Regions from separate parts of the Mus musculus genome. Here region 1 is linked to region 2. The links are chromatin contacts, called in public promoter capture Hi-C maps. All regions are on one chromosome and are shown on one strand. The core of a region is the stretch at or near the end of the contact, and the rest is flanking DNA. Distances in the headings are between cores, read along the strand shown. Region 1 holds the start of Dcbld2 (discoidin, CUB and LCCL domain containing 2). Region 2 holds the start of Adgrg7 (adhesion G protein-coupled receptor G7).

Region 1 (5,835 bases), core at 1,315-3,814, 1.6 Mb before region 2:
GCAAGAGAGAGCATCATTTCAAAACAGTGTCAGGAAGATAAAAACCCACTTACGCACTCCCATGGACACGGAATATGTGTCTACCTGGGTAGGCTCCGTGGGGAGCAAGACTGATTCAGCCAGCCTATTTTCTTCAGTTTATTTTTCATTATAACTACATGCTAGTAGCAGACATTTGGAAAGGTTCTATCACTCAGAGACAACTGATAAGGTTATATTATTCCTTCCAAACTTCTTCCCAAGGCTTCTTAAGAGAGTACAAAGTCCACCTTGGAACACATGGGCATTCTCATATTAAAATCGCTAGAGGTGTTTAAGAGATTCACATCCTGAGTGAGGGAATGTCAGCTGACCCTGAAGGAATGTGTTATCTTAGTTAAGACTAACTTCAAAGAAATTTCACTGCAAGCAGTACTAGGGCCCTCAGAGGGAGAGATTTTTTAAAAATCAGGGAATTCTCATCTCATACAATTTCTGAATTTTCAGATACTCACCAAACTAGTCCTTAATTTACTAACTTAGTAACTCGTGTTTAATAATTGATAAATACATTATGCTTTCCCTTTGTAAAACTGTGTGTTTCTGGTTCATTTACTTAGTCTATGAAAGAGACATGCATTCACATATGAGCAAGACAGAAAATTGATACAAAGGTATTAAACAAACAAAACTACCCGATTTTGAAGAAATAAAAATCATGTCTTTTTATGCTCTCTAAAATTATTTCTATTTATTTTGGAATCTTTTGGCAATGGGAGAAGAAATATATTGTTACAATGCTGACTAAAATGATTCAAAAATCATTTAAAATAAGATAATGTTGCATGTTACATCAGTCTGGGAATGACTACTCCAAAAGATAATGGTGTCCTATATAGCTGACTCTGTTACTCGAAGATTTGTTTTAAACATGACGTGAAATTCTAGATGTAAGCCATCTAGAAATGTTCAAACACAGTGGACTGCTTAAATGGTCATATTCCTTTCTACATTAAAATATGCTGTATTCCCTGTGCATCGGTTTCCCTCTGCTGGGAACGGGATAACTAACTCACCAAGCTGTGTGTTAAATGCACTGATTTACACAAACCACTTAGTCCCGGGCCTCCCACACACACTAAGCTTCTGTAGCCATATAAGTCTGTCTCCCCACCACGAGAAAGAAAAACACACACATAGATGCCAAAACTTCAGAGGCTTCCACACTCTAAAACAGTAAGCGCTGACTGAAATCTGCCTATTAGACCTCTAAACCTTAGGTTGCTCAGTTTAAATGTGACTATTAAAGAGGACAGTTTACGTTTTTCTCTTAGCGATTACCTCTCACACGTCCATCAAGGCTGCACCTTCCCAAGAGACAATCCCATGACCTTGAAGATATTCCTTACTGACAAAAAGTGCACACAGTGGGAAGCTGAACTGAGAAATGGAAAACGTATTTCAAGAAACTCTCCCTAGCAATTAGTAACAAGAAAAGCCATGGAAGAAATAAAGCCAAACAGAATGTGGTACGCTGCCCAAAGCAGCAACACTAAAAAGTTCAGTCCTGTATTCTCTTTCTATTGTTGATGATTTATCAACCAACAGTTGTTCCCGCTTCTGGAATGGGATTGTAGAAGGAAAAGAAGCTTTGTCACTTTCTGAGAAAGTTTGCGCTTTTGGTAGTGGACCGCTACTCTGGGCCACTTCTGTGTTTGATCAAGACAATCTACAAACCACGGTCCTCAGTAATGGGCAGGTGCTCTGAAGAACGAATTGCAAACGTAAGCAAGGCTCTAGAGAGCACTGCAATTTGCTTCATTCGCGTTAGAACCTGGGCGCTATCCCTAAGAACAGCAATCCCTGCCTGTCTTTAATAAGCTCAAGATGCTTTTTAATTTGCTCCCGACTCCGTCCATCAGTCCAGAAGGAGACAGCAAGGAGGCCTCCACGGCAGGGTCTCATACGTCCCTCTTTCACAGAAATGAATGGCTTTGCGGAAAAGTAAAGCGACACAAACTTGAGACACCGGGCGGCACCACCACCCCGCCCCGGTCCCCGCCACATCAGCCTCGCCAGTGTGGTGTCTCTGCATCTCTGGGTTCGTCGGCAGGTTCCTCCAACAGCCAAGAGCCTCAGGAGGCCGACCGGTGCGGGCCACCACTCACCTTGCTGGCCTCCAGCGTCCTGGAGCAGTAGGAGCAGCAGAAGGAGCAGTCGAGGCCTGGAGGAGGAGTTGCGGCCAGGAGGGAGGGGACAGCAGCCGGCGCTGGGCAGCGCGGCCCGGCCGGTGGCGGCGGGCGCGGCCGGGCCTCCGGGACCCTGGGGGCTGCGCGCGGCTCTCAGCGGCGCCCGGCTCGCCATCGCGGCGGCCGGCAATCCGCCCGCATAGTGCGCGCGCCGCGGAGCCCCGCGCGCCCGGGGCCCGCAGCACCCGGTGAGGACCGGGCGGCAGCGCAGCGCGCCTCGTCCCCTCCGCCCTGCTCCCCGCGCCCGCTTCACCGAGCTTCCCGCCCCGAGACCCCAGGCCGGAGCGCGGCGGATCGGAGGATAGCACCGGGGCCCGAGCTGGAACGCGCTCCCGCCGCGCTCGTAGACCGACCGTCTCTCGGGCGGGCCGGCCCCGCTCTCTCGCCCTCCCTCCCTCCCGCGCGCGCTGGCCACGCCTCCTCCTCATGCTGAGACCAATGAGCGGCCAGATCTGGTCCAGCTCCTTCCGTGCCGTCCAATCATCACGCCGTCTGCTCTGTCGACCTGTTAGCTCCTCTCCTAAAGCTCCACCGCCCCTCATCCGCGTCTGCCAATCGCCCTGGACCTCTGGGAGCGTCCCACCCGCCTCCCTCGATCCGGGTTCGCCCCCAAGCCGGGGCCGGGAGCGGTCCCCGCCCCGCTGAAGAGCCTGTAGTTTTTGGGACCACTGCCCAGAGAGAACCCGCCGAGACTCTCTGGTCAGTGACTTCCGGGACTTCCCCATCCCGCGCTCTCCAGCTTCCCAGAGCCTGCTTGCTCCTGGCTCCTCCCCCGTCGAACATCAGGCCACTGGAAGGGGTGGGATGGCTGGATGCTGGAAGATTTCAGCTGGGAGCTGTATTTAAGGGACTGTTTTTAAATAGCAGAGTATGTTTTTCTTAATTAAAACTGCAGTCAATTGCAGCAACATCTGCGGGTACAATTACAAATGTAGTGTTCAGTTTTTGCAAAGATAGCTTCTAGGACTTTGGAGAGGAAGTATAAAATAAGACCCGTGTTGCTGAGACTATTTAAGTCCACTATCTGTAAAATTGTGCTCAGAGAAGTCCCAGGAATTAGAGCCACTTTATAGATAATTTGCAGGTTTTGGAATGGGGAAGAAATGTCAGTACATCATGCACGTCAGAATGAAACAAGTACAAATTCAAATAATAGGCAATTTGATGGAGTTTTTGAGCAGGCAGTATGGCAGAAGAAAGAGCAGTCTTTAAAGAAGAATCCACAGAACTAGACAGTAGATTTATAAAGAGAAACCATCAGGGATATTTTTAATTAGGGACTCCCTAAAAAAAAAAAAAAAAGTATTGTACCTTTAACAAACAGGGACTTAGTAAGATAGAACAGTTTGCATAGCAAAGGAAGTAACTATAGAGCATCTGTATTACCTTTCAGTTTATGGTGGTTGATTTTTCACAGTATTGCTGCTGTGCCCTGTCCTGCTGATGACTGCCTTTAACAAGCCATAATTTCTGGCAGCTGGGTCTTCTCAACGCTAAGCAACGGATGCTGTACAGCAAACTGATACTGGCATAGGATGTCTACTACCTTGAGTGTATTAAATGTTCCCTTGACTTAACGTGTTCTCAAGTGATGGTGGGTTTATCAAATGTGACTCTTATCATAAGCTGAGAAGCACCTATACTGGGATGCAAAGCCAGAGAGATAGGCCATTGGTTAAGAGCCCTTGCTGACAATCCTTACGATCTGAGTTTGATCCTCAGAATTTACATGGTTGCTAGGAGAGAACTGGCTTCTGCAAGTCGTCCATGGTCCTCCAGATGTGCACTGTGGAACATCTCCCCTCCCACCCCCATACTAAATGAATGAATAAATAAATAAATAAATAAATAATAAAATACATGCCTTTTAAACAAAATAAATCGATATGGATATACAGCTAATAAATGAGGCTATAGAAAAGCAGGTTGTACAAATGTCAGTGTGAGAAGTATGTAGGAATTGGCTCTGGAACTCATGAATACATGTGAGAGTCCTAAACATGTAAAGCACTCACACCCGTGTTTCAGAAGAAAACCCAAATGCTGGAAAGGACTCTAGAAGCCATTTTTTTTCAAGTTTCTTGCATATTTCTCACACAATAAGCCCACCCCCCACCCCCACTCCCCAGTCATTGTATCTGCTAAACATCTATCGTGTAGCAAAGAAAGCACTACCAATATACGCCCTGGTCATACAAAGTTCAGTTAGAGAAGCTTACATTCTAGTGGAGAAGACAAACATTTTAAACAAATCCATCGTCACCAGTGCCAATTTGGAGGTGAGAACTAACAGAGCTAACTCTATGACCTACCCCAGCAAACAGCCAGTCCTAAGCCAAGGCTTCAAGTGATAGTCCCTGAGATGAAGCACCTCACATGTCGGATCACTCCTTCTGTATGACCACCTAGTGATAACCGTAGGCCACAAGGTGGACACAGCAAAGGGTTAGAAGCTGCTGGCTAGGATTCCTTCAGCTACATGGAACTGCACAAGAAGCAGAGTGAACTAGCTCAGGTATGGGAACCTTTCTAGAAAAGAAAGTGCTGGAGTTGTGGCTGTCCCCCCTCAGGGGAGTACAGCCTGAAAAGACTCCGAATTTCTTATAAGTAATTCCCCTATCACAAGAGAGAGGGGTGCTGTCATTTTCTCTCTGTTTTGGTATGCTAAGAGCTGTTAAAGTAGAGAATAAAGTGGTGAAGTGTTTCAGAGGACAGAACAGGGAAAAGAAGAGAGGGGGAAACCAGCGTCTGAAAAATGATGCTAGCCATCTGTCTTCGTACTCTTTTGCCTTTCAGCTTCCTGAGTTTCTTTTCTGGAGGTTTGGCTGGAGAGCAGCCCGGAGAACATTCCCCTACTGCCTGACCATGGGAAGTCATAGGAGGAGCACCGATGTGTGAGAATTGAGACACAGTGCTGCCCACCATGTCTCTCCACTTCTCATTATGGCTGTACAACCAGTTTCAGAAGGCTTCTGTGAGATAACGAAATGTTTCCTGGGAACCTTCCACCAAAGTCATATATCAGGCGTTCGAGTCTAGACCAGTCACTGCCCCAGGGCAGTCCAGGTTTACATTTACTCTCCCATACTTTCTGCATACTTCTCTAGTCAAGCTTGCCATTCTCTTTGCCTAGGGGGACTCAGTTTCCCTGTAGGCTGATGTCTGCTGAGTCAGTGGGGATAGGGCAGTTTGACCCATGAGATTTACCTGCTCAGGGCCAGGACCTAACTGGTGATTGTGAAAAATCACTCAGCGTGAATAGGTTTGTAGAAGGCCGCCACCATCATAGGGGCCACAGCTAGAAGCTAGAGTGTGTCCCATTGGCAAGCCCGGCCCCTCAGCTTTCCTACAGAATCTCAAGAAAGTGAGAACTTCAGAGATTCCCTTGGGTGCAAAACAACAGCACAAGCCCAGAAGGAGTGGAGACCTCACAACACACGAGATCCTGGACATGAGGCAGACCCTGTAACCACAGCAGTTGTCTCTTTGGGTTGGTAAATGAAATAATGCTTTGAATGTAGGCTCTAGGGCAGAGATGGACTTGAGGAAAACACCACATAGGATAACTGAATATGAAACACTAGGAATAAAGGTCTGTATCATTTTA
Region 2 (6,405 bases), core at 2,352-4,851:
CAAAACGTTCACAACCTGGAAAGCTCAGAAGTTGTGGTTGGTGTCCTTGTTGATATGCTTGCCTGCTTGACCTATCACCCTGTGTGCAAACAGTCTTGCTCTTCTCTGCCACCCACATCCACATGTTTGTGTCCTTCATCCCTACGTGTGCCATGCTGCAGGTGTCTTCTTCGGTTCACCCAGTGGGGTACCTGGGAGGAGATTCTTGGTCTCTGAAGGATGCCTTATTCTTTCTTTGCTGCCTCTGCCTTCCCATACGGGTGATTCTTGCCCCTACGTGACAATGATCTCTCATCCTGGCTCACTTGGCCTCATTCCAGGACTGCGTCTTTGCCCTGCTTTGGGTGTGGCATTTTAAGTTGATCTTTGATAGACGCTCTCATTATTCTGCTCAGTCCGGGACACCCAATCTGAATCATAACGTGTCTGCCCACATATGATAAACACTTTTCCTGATCTTAATCAGATGAAGTCTTTATGACTAACCAGCACAGGGACCAGAGGTCCCATGGGGCTACTTAAAATGTGAAGACCTGGGTTTTGTGTGACGTGTTTGGGTCCATGAAACAAATTAGTGACCACATAAACAAAAAACACTACCAGGTCTCCATGAGTGTCTGCTGTGTGACAGCAGGGACCTTGTCCTTCTGGCTCATTGTGTTATCCACATGTTCATCACAATACACAATATATTGGGTAGAATGAATTAATAAACAAATTATTTACTACTTATCTTTCCTCTCCTTTGACTTCTCAAGTACGTGTATGTAAAAATAGTGCTTGTGCTACTGACTTTCGAGCCTGTGTGAGGATATCTTGACTCATGCAAATTAAAGGAGGAAAGATAAGGTTTGGTTCGTAGTTTCTGAAGAAGTCTATGGGGTTTTTTTGTTTGTTTGTTTGTTTGTTTGTTTTGTTTTTCTCTTTGGTTTTGTTTTGTTTTGTTTTCTTTTGTCCCATGTGCTTTGGGAGAACATCATGGTAGCAAGAATTCATAATCAAAGAGTCCTTTTATCTCATGAAAGACAGAAGAGAAGTAAAAAGCAACAAGACAGGGCTCCTCAATACATGTTTATGTGACCTGTTTCTTCCAGCAGGGCCCTTTCTCCTAATGTTTTAATGCTTTCAGAACCTACCAAAATAGTGCCACCATCTGTAGACCAACCTTGTGATAAACGAATATCTAGACCATAAGAATACAGTTTATACAATTTTAAAATGATAGCAATTCATATCTTTCTATAAATGTAAACATCTGAATTATGCCTAGGGTTTTTTCCTTCCCACAAATTTCTGTTGTTCTTAGACAATAAGGAAAACCTTATGAATTCAGTGATGAGGCCAAAATCACAAAGTTATATGTATTACAAAGCTATGAGCATCACAGCATCCCAGAGTTCCGGCACATCTATTGACTTGGGGAAGAAAATGTCTAAGTACCACCAAAATCAGTTTTCAGCCATTGGTAGAAAAAAATAAAACCAAAAAAAAAAAAAAACCTGTCATCCTGATAGGGTCACCATACATAGCCCTCTTCAGCAATTTTCTCCCTCTCCCCCACAAAGCAGGATTTCCCTGGTGTCTTCTGAAGAATGACATCTCTGGGAGAGTCTTCCTGGGAAGGGAGATCTGTAGTTAAGAAACATTGGGAGATTGGCAATGTGCAGTGTATATGAACACTCTGGAGGCTCCCATACAACTAGTATTGCTTAAAATTCCTTAATTCATCTTGAAGTCATCTCTAACCTCATCCTTGTTTCTGCACTGGGAAAGGCATTGTGTTATGAAATAAATGAGGCAAAGATATGAAATGTATAAAGCACTGTGCTGGTTTTCTGCTTAATTCATCTTCCTAGTTTATGGAACATTGCTATTTTTAATATTGAAAAACATAATATGTACAATAAGTTATACTAATTGAAAAATACTTACCACAGAAAAGGTATAATGGTTTTTAAATTCCTTGTACCTAAATCCTTTGGACTTCCACGAATAATTTTTTATGTACCCTACTCTTGCCGTTTTGGGTAGATAATAAAGACACATAAGAATAAATATCACATATTCACAACAGACAATGAACATAGATTTATTTGTTTTTTTTCTTCTGTAGCAGTCTTTAAACTCTTTCATTTTGTGACATATTAATGTGTTTTTCTGAAGCTCTAGGATAAGGTAAAATTAGAACTTTATGTTAATATCCCCCCTGAGTTGTACTTTAGGAAGTATTATTGAGAATTGGGGAATAACACATCATTTTGAGGGGTAAACAGATGATCAGTTTAGATGTAAAATTTATTTTATAAATCTATGTCTAATACTCCCAGAAGAGTACTCTGTAGCACCTTGTTTTGTTATCATTAACAAATCTGATCTGTCTTATCACGAGTTACACCCTGGTTTTTCACCCTGGGGCAGCGGGAGTGCTTGAGAGCTTGTTCCTGCCTGTGAGGGTCCTGACACAATTGAAGGCACTTTATCATCCTGGGTCTTAGATGAGCAGAGGAACCTTCCACTGATTCATCCACCCGAACCTGCACTTCAACCACATGGGTGCTCATTAGCACCTTCATTCGAGACTAGGGAGGGGCAGGGAAGAGTAAGGCGGGATCCCCAGGGTCACAGCTGCAACTTCAGAGAAACAGCAGTTTGTGATTAGATTGCTGTGAAAAAGTACTACAAACTTTGTGGCTTAAAGAACAGGAATGTATATGGTGTGGTGACCTCCAACTATAAAAGTTTTTCATTGCTACTTCATAACTGTAGTTTTACTACTGTTATGAATTGTACTGTAAAAAGCTGATATGCAGGATATCTGATATGCAATCCCTGTGAAAGGGTCAGTTGACACCCCACCCACCCCACCCCCCACAAAGGGGTCAGGACCCACAAGTTGAGAATTACTGTTTTAAACCAAGATGTCATTGTAGTTGGTTCCTAGGACTCTGGAGGAAGACTATAATCTAAGCTTTTTGCTGTAGTTCTTTGCCATTTGGTTGTATTGTCCCTTTATTTCCTTAGACATTGCTCCTCTGTGCACATTGGTGCCCAGATTATCTCTTATAAAGACACCAACTGGACTGGAGAAACGGCTCAGTGGTTAAGAGCACTGACTGCTCTTCCAGAGGTCCTGAGTTCAAACTTATCTTTAATCAAGGCTGCATTGTGGGTGCTTTGGGTTAAGACTCTAACACATGAACGTGGGCACATAATGTAATTCATAATAGATGAATTATAACTCTGTTTTAGTGCTTTGTATAATTCTTCCCAAGTCAATATACTCAATCACCAATTGTGACTGTTAGAATTTAGGCTCCTTAAGGAAATGCAAGAGTGAAATCTTATGTGGCTATTGCAGTTTGTCCTTTCCTTGACAACAATGTTTCCCTATCCAAGAGGGTGTTTGACTATCCTGAAGCACTTGCTGAAGTCCCTTAAGACCAAAGTACAGGAGACTGATCTGTAGATAACCAGAGGGATCCACTGCCTTCCTGGCTTCCTCTTTGGGTTCTGATAGCTTGCCTCCTTCCTTGACCCTCAAGGCTAATCCCGCCCCTCCTTTATTGCCCTGAGTTAGTTTCCTTTTCTGAGAACCCTTGTCTCTTGATCTCCCTCGGTGAAGAATGAGCATACTGCACGCAGAAACCCACCTTCTCTTTGGTGATTCCAACTTCATTACTCTGAATTAACTTCAAAACTCTTAAACCATGAGATCACCTGTCAGACAGACCACTGAAGGGAAGAATTCTTTTCATGTTTTATAACTATCTCTGTTCGTGCAGTGTTTTGGCTTCACCATGCGTTCCTGTCGTTCCTGCAATGTCCGGGTACTGGTGGCTATTGTGTGTGGGCTACTGACAGGCATTGTTCTGGGACTCGGCATCTGGAGGATGGTCATAAGGATCAACAGAGGTAATGTCACCCTGCTATAATCTACTGAGACAGAGAGTGGGTGTTGGGGGATGGCATTGATTCTCTGACTCTGCTACCTGATATTTCAGTGCCAGGGAAGTGCCTTGTCCAGGAGATGCCTGCCTTCCACAACACAACTTAAGAATTGTAAGACCGCAGTCCGTTGATGACCAGTGGACAGCTTTATACATAGAACGTGTGTGTGTGTGTATGTGTGTGTGTGTGTGTGTGTGTGTGTGTGTGTGTGTGTTTTGTGAATAAGCAGGGTGAAGAGTGAGTTTTGAATTGGCTTCTTTGCACTATTTTAATTTTGGAGTTGATAGAATGAAGAACAATAGAAAGTATAACAATGTGTATTTGGGTTTACTGAGCTAAATCCTATAAAGGTAAATAGTTGTGAACTCGGACTCCCCCCAAAAACCATGTACAGAATAGAAATTCATCTCAAGAAGGAAGCTTAGAGACCGTAGCACCAGAGTGGTGAAATGAACTTAGGTTTACGTTCAAGTTTCCCATTTTGCAGGTGTAGAAAATTAGTTAAAGATGAAAAAATTAAAATGAATTTAAAGGTTATTTTCCTGCTGGCTCCACACGTGTTTGTAAGTTTCTTGCTGTGTTCCAGACCTCATGGAGGAAGTACGGACAGAAGCAGGGTCACATGTAAAGTGATGGTGTTAAAGTAAAGCCCCTGAGACCGCAAAAATACATGTTTAATGATTCTAACACTGCACCCCTTTGCCTCTGGAGATTCCTTATAAAGCACTGGTTTTCAATCTGTGTGTTGTGACCCCTTTGGGTGGCAAATGACCCTTTCATGGGCACTTAAGAATGTCTGACAACATTTCAATTCACAACAGTAGCGACATTCAGTTATGAAGTAGCAATGGAATAATTTATGGCTTGGGGTCACCACAACAGGAGAAACTGGATTAAAGGGTTGCAGTGTTGAGAAGGTTGAGAACCACTGCTAGAAAGGGATTCAAGATGATTTGTAGAACATGTGGAACTGAGTGACTAGAGGTGACTAGTACCATTAAGGAGAAGTCTGCCCTCAAGGAAGGCAGAGAACTGCCCTGCAATGGTGCCAGGTTGCAGAATCCCATGCTGAGAACAAATGTTTGATATGGGCTGGTACAGGAGAGGTAGCATAGAATGGAGCCATTCCTACATTACCCAAAAAGAATAGAATTCAGAGAATACTGTGTTGTCAACATTTAGAGAACTTGAGTAAGAAATTAAACAGGACAAAAGAATAACATTAAAAACATTAACGTTTGTAAAAACACTTTCAGGTTTAAGGAAAAACTGTAAAGAGTCTCTCTCACTGTTACGCGCATTAAACTTGTAAGATCTCCTTTAAAGGATGTACGTTTGAGAAATGTCTTCCTTCTTGTTGCATTCATAATGATTTCTGTTTTCAAAGGGAAACATGTGACTTAGAAATGACACCATTAAATCCAACCATTACAAGGACAAAGTACAAATCCAACATGAGGAACAATATTGAAGAGAGGACAGAAAGTGCAAGTTAGTCAAAGGCGTAGGGGGACTGCTTAAGTGTGGGCACACCTCCAAGCTGCTGGAGGAGAACTGCTTAAGTGTGGGCACACCTCCAAGCTGCTGGAGGCCTTTGAAGGAAGTAAAGTGTATTAAAAGTTCTGCTTCTCAGAGTGTAACATATCAGCTCCTCAGAAAGTCTAGCTTTGCACCTGGTGTTAGTTTATCAGAGCTCTTTACATAAGGGATATTCCTCAGCTTTAGGGTAAAGCCAACAGAAAATTAGACGGTCGTCACTATCACTAACAAATAGAAAGGATGAAGACTGACACTTTTTGCTGTTTGCTGTGTCTGTGCCTTGTAAATTCTATTTGGGGTGTGCTTTAGCTGTTTATCTTTATTTAGTTCTGTTTGTATCTGCTTTATTCCGTTCTATTCCACTTCCTTCCTTTTAGTTAACTTCTTCTGGGTATTTCACCTCTTTCCTGCACATCTCCCTTCGTTCTACTAATGTCATTATGGAATATCTTCTCGTTGTTTCCTTACTTACTTATAAGTTATCTTTAAATTTAAAAAAATTTTAGATACACAGTTCATGCATATCTCAGAGACATTGATCTATCTGTGAAAGCCTTTTTTGCTTGTTTTTAAGATCTTATTTTAGAGTTTGCATTGTCCTGGAACTCACAATTTGTATCCCAGATGACATCATACTCATTGTGCTGGGTTTTCAGGCATGACCCCACACTCCTGGCTAACTATAAATAAGTTATTTAGGAAAAAGCACATAAGCACATATACATTAAGTTATGTCCAAGTTAATTTACTATATTCAAAATTCATTTCAACAAACAATGTATTTTTCACAAAAAGTGATAACTTATTTGTGAAAAACAGAAGAAAAAACCTTCCATTTCACAGTTTCAGTAACATTCAGAAGGCTGAGGCTCGGGATCGATGGAGTTCAAGGCCACACTGAGCAGAATAAGACTGTTT

Evidence for each region. Promoter capture Hi-C pulls out the DNA fragments that hold promoters and counts their contacts.
Region 1: a contact with region 2 is called in a promoter capture Hi-C map of liver, with 6 times the contacts expected there. The contact joins the promoter of Dcbld2 here to the promoter of Adgrg7 in region 2. A contact is called at or near these places in 2 of 39 promoter capture datasets (hippocampal neurons and liver).

The regions. Positions count from the first base shown.
Region 1 is chr16:58,405,264-58,411,098 of GRCm38.p6, reverse strand. It overlaps Dcbld2 (discoidin, CUB and LCCL domain containing 2), which reads right to left and starts at 2,564. Exons shown (of 16, transcript NM_028523.3): 1 at 2,148-2,564. The coding sequence starts at 2,343. 4930461C15Rik (a long non-coding RNA gene) reads left to right here and starts at 2,568. Exons shown (of 4, transcript XR_384912.2): 1 at 2,568-2,927; 2 at 5,025-5,718.
Region 2 is chr16:56,793,054-56,799,458 of GRCm38.p6, reverse strand. It overlaps Adgrg7 (adhesion G protein-coupled receptor G7), which reads left to right and starts at 3,601. Exons shown (of 16, transcript NM_172825.3): 1 at 3,601-3,912. The coding sequence starts at 3,798.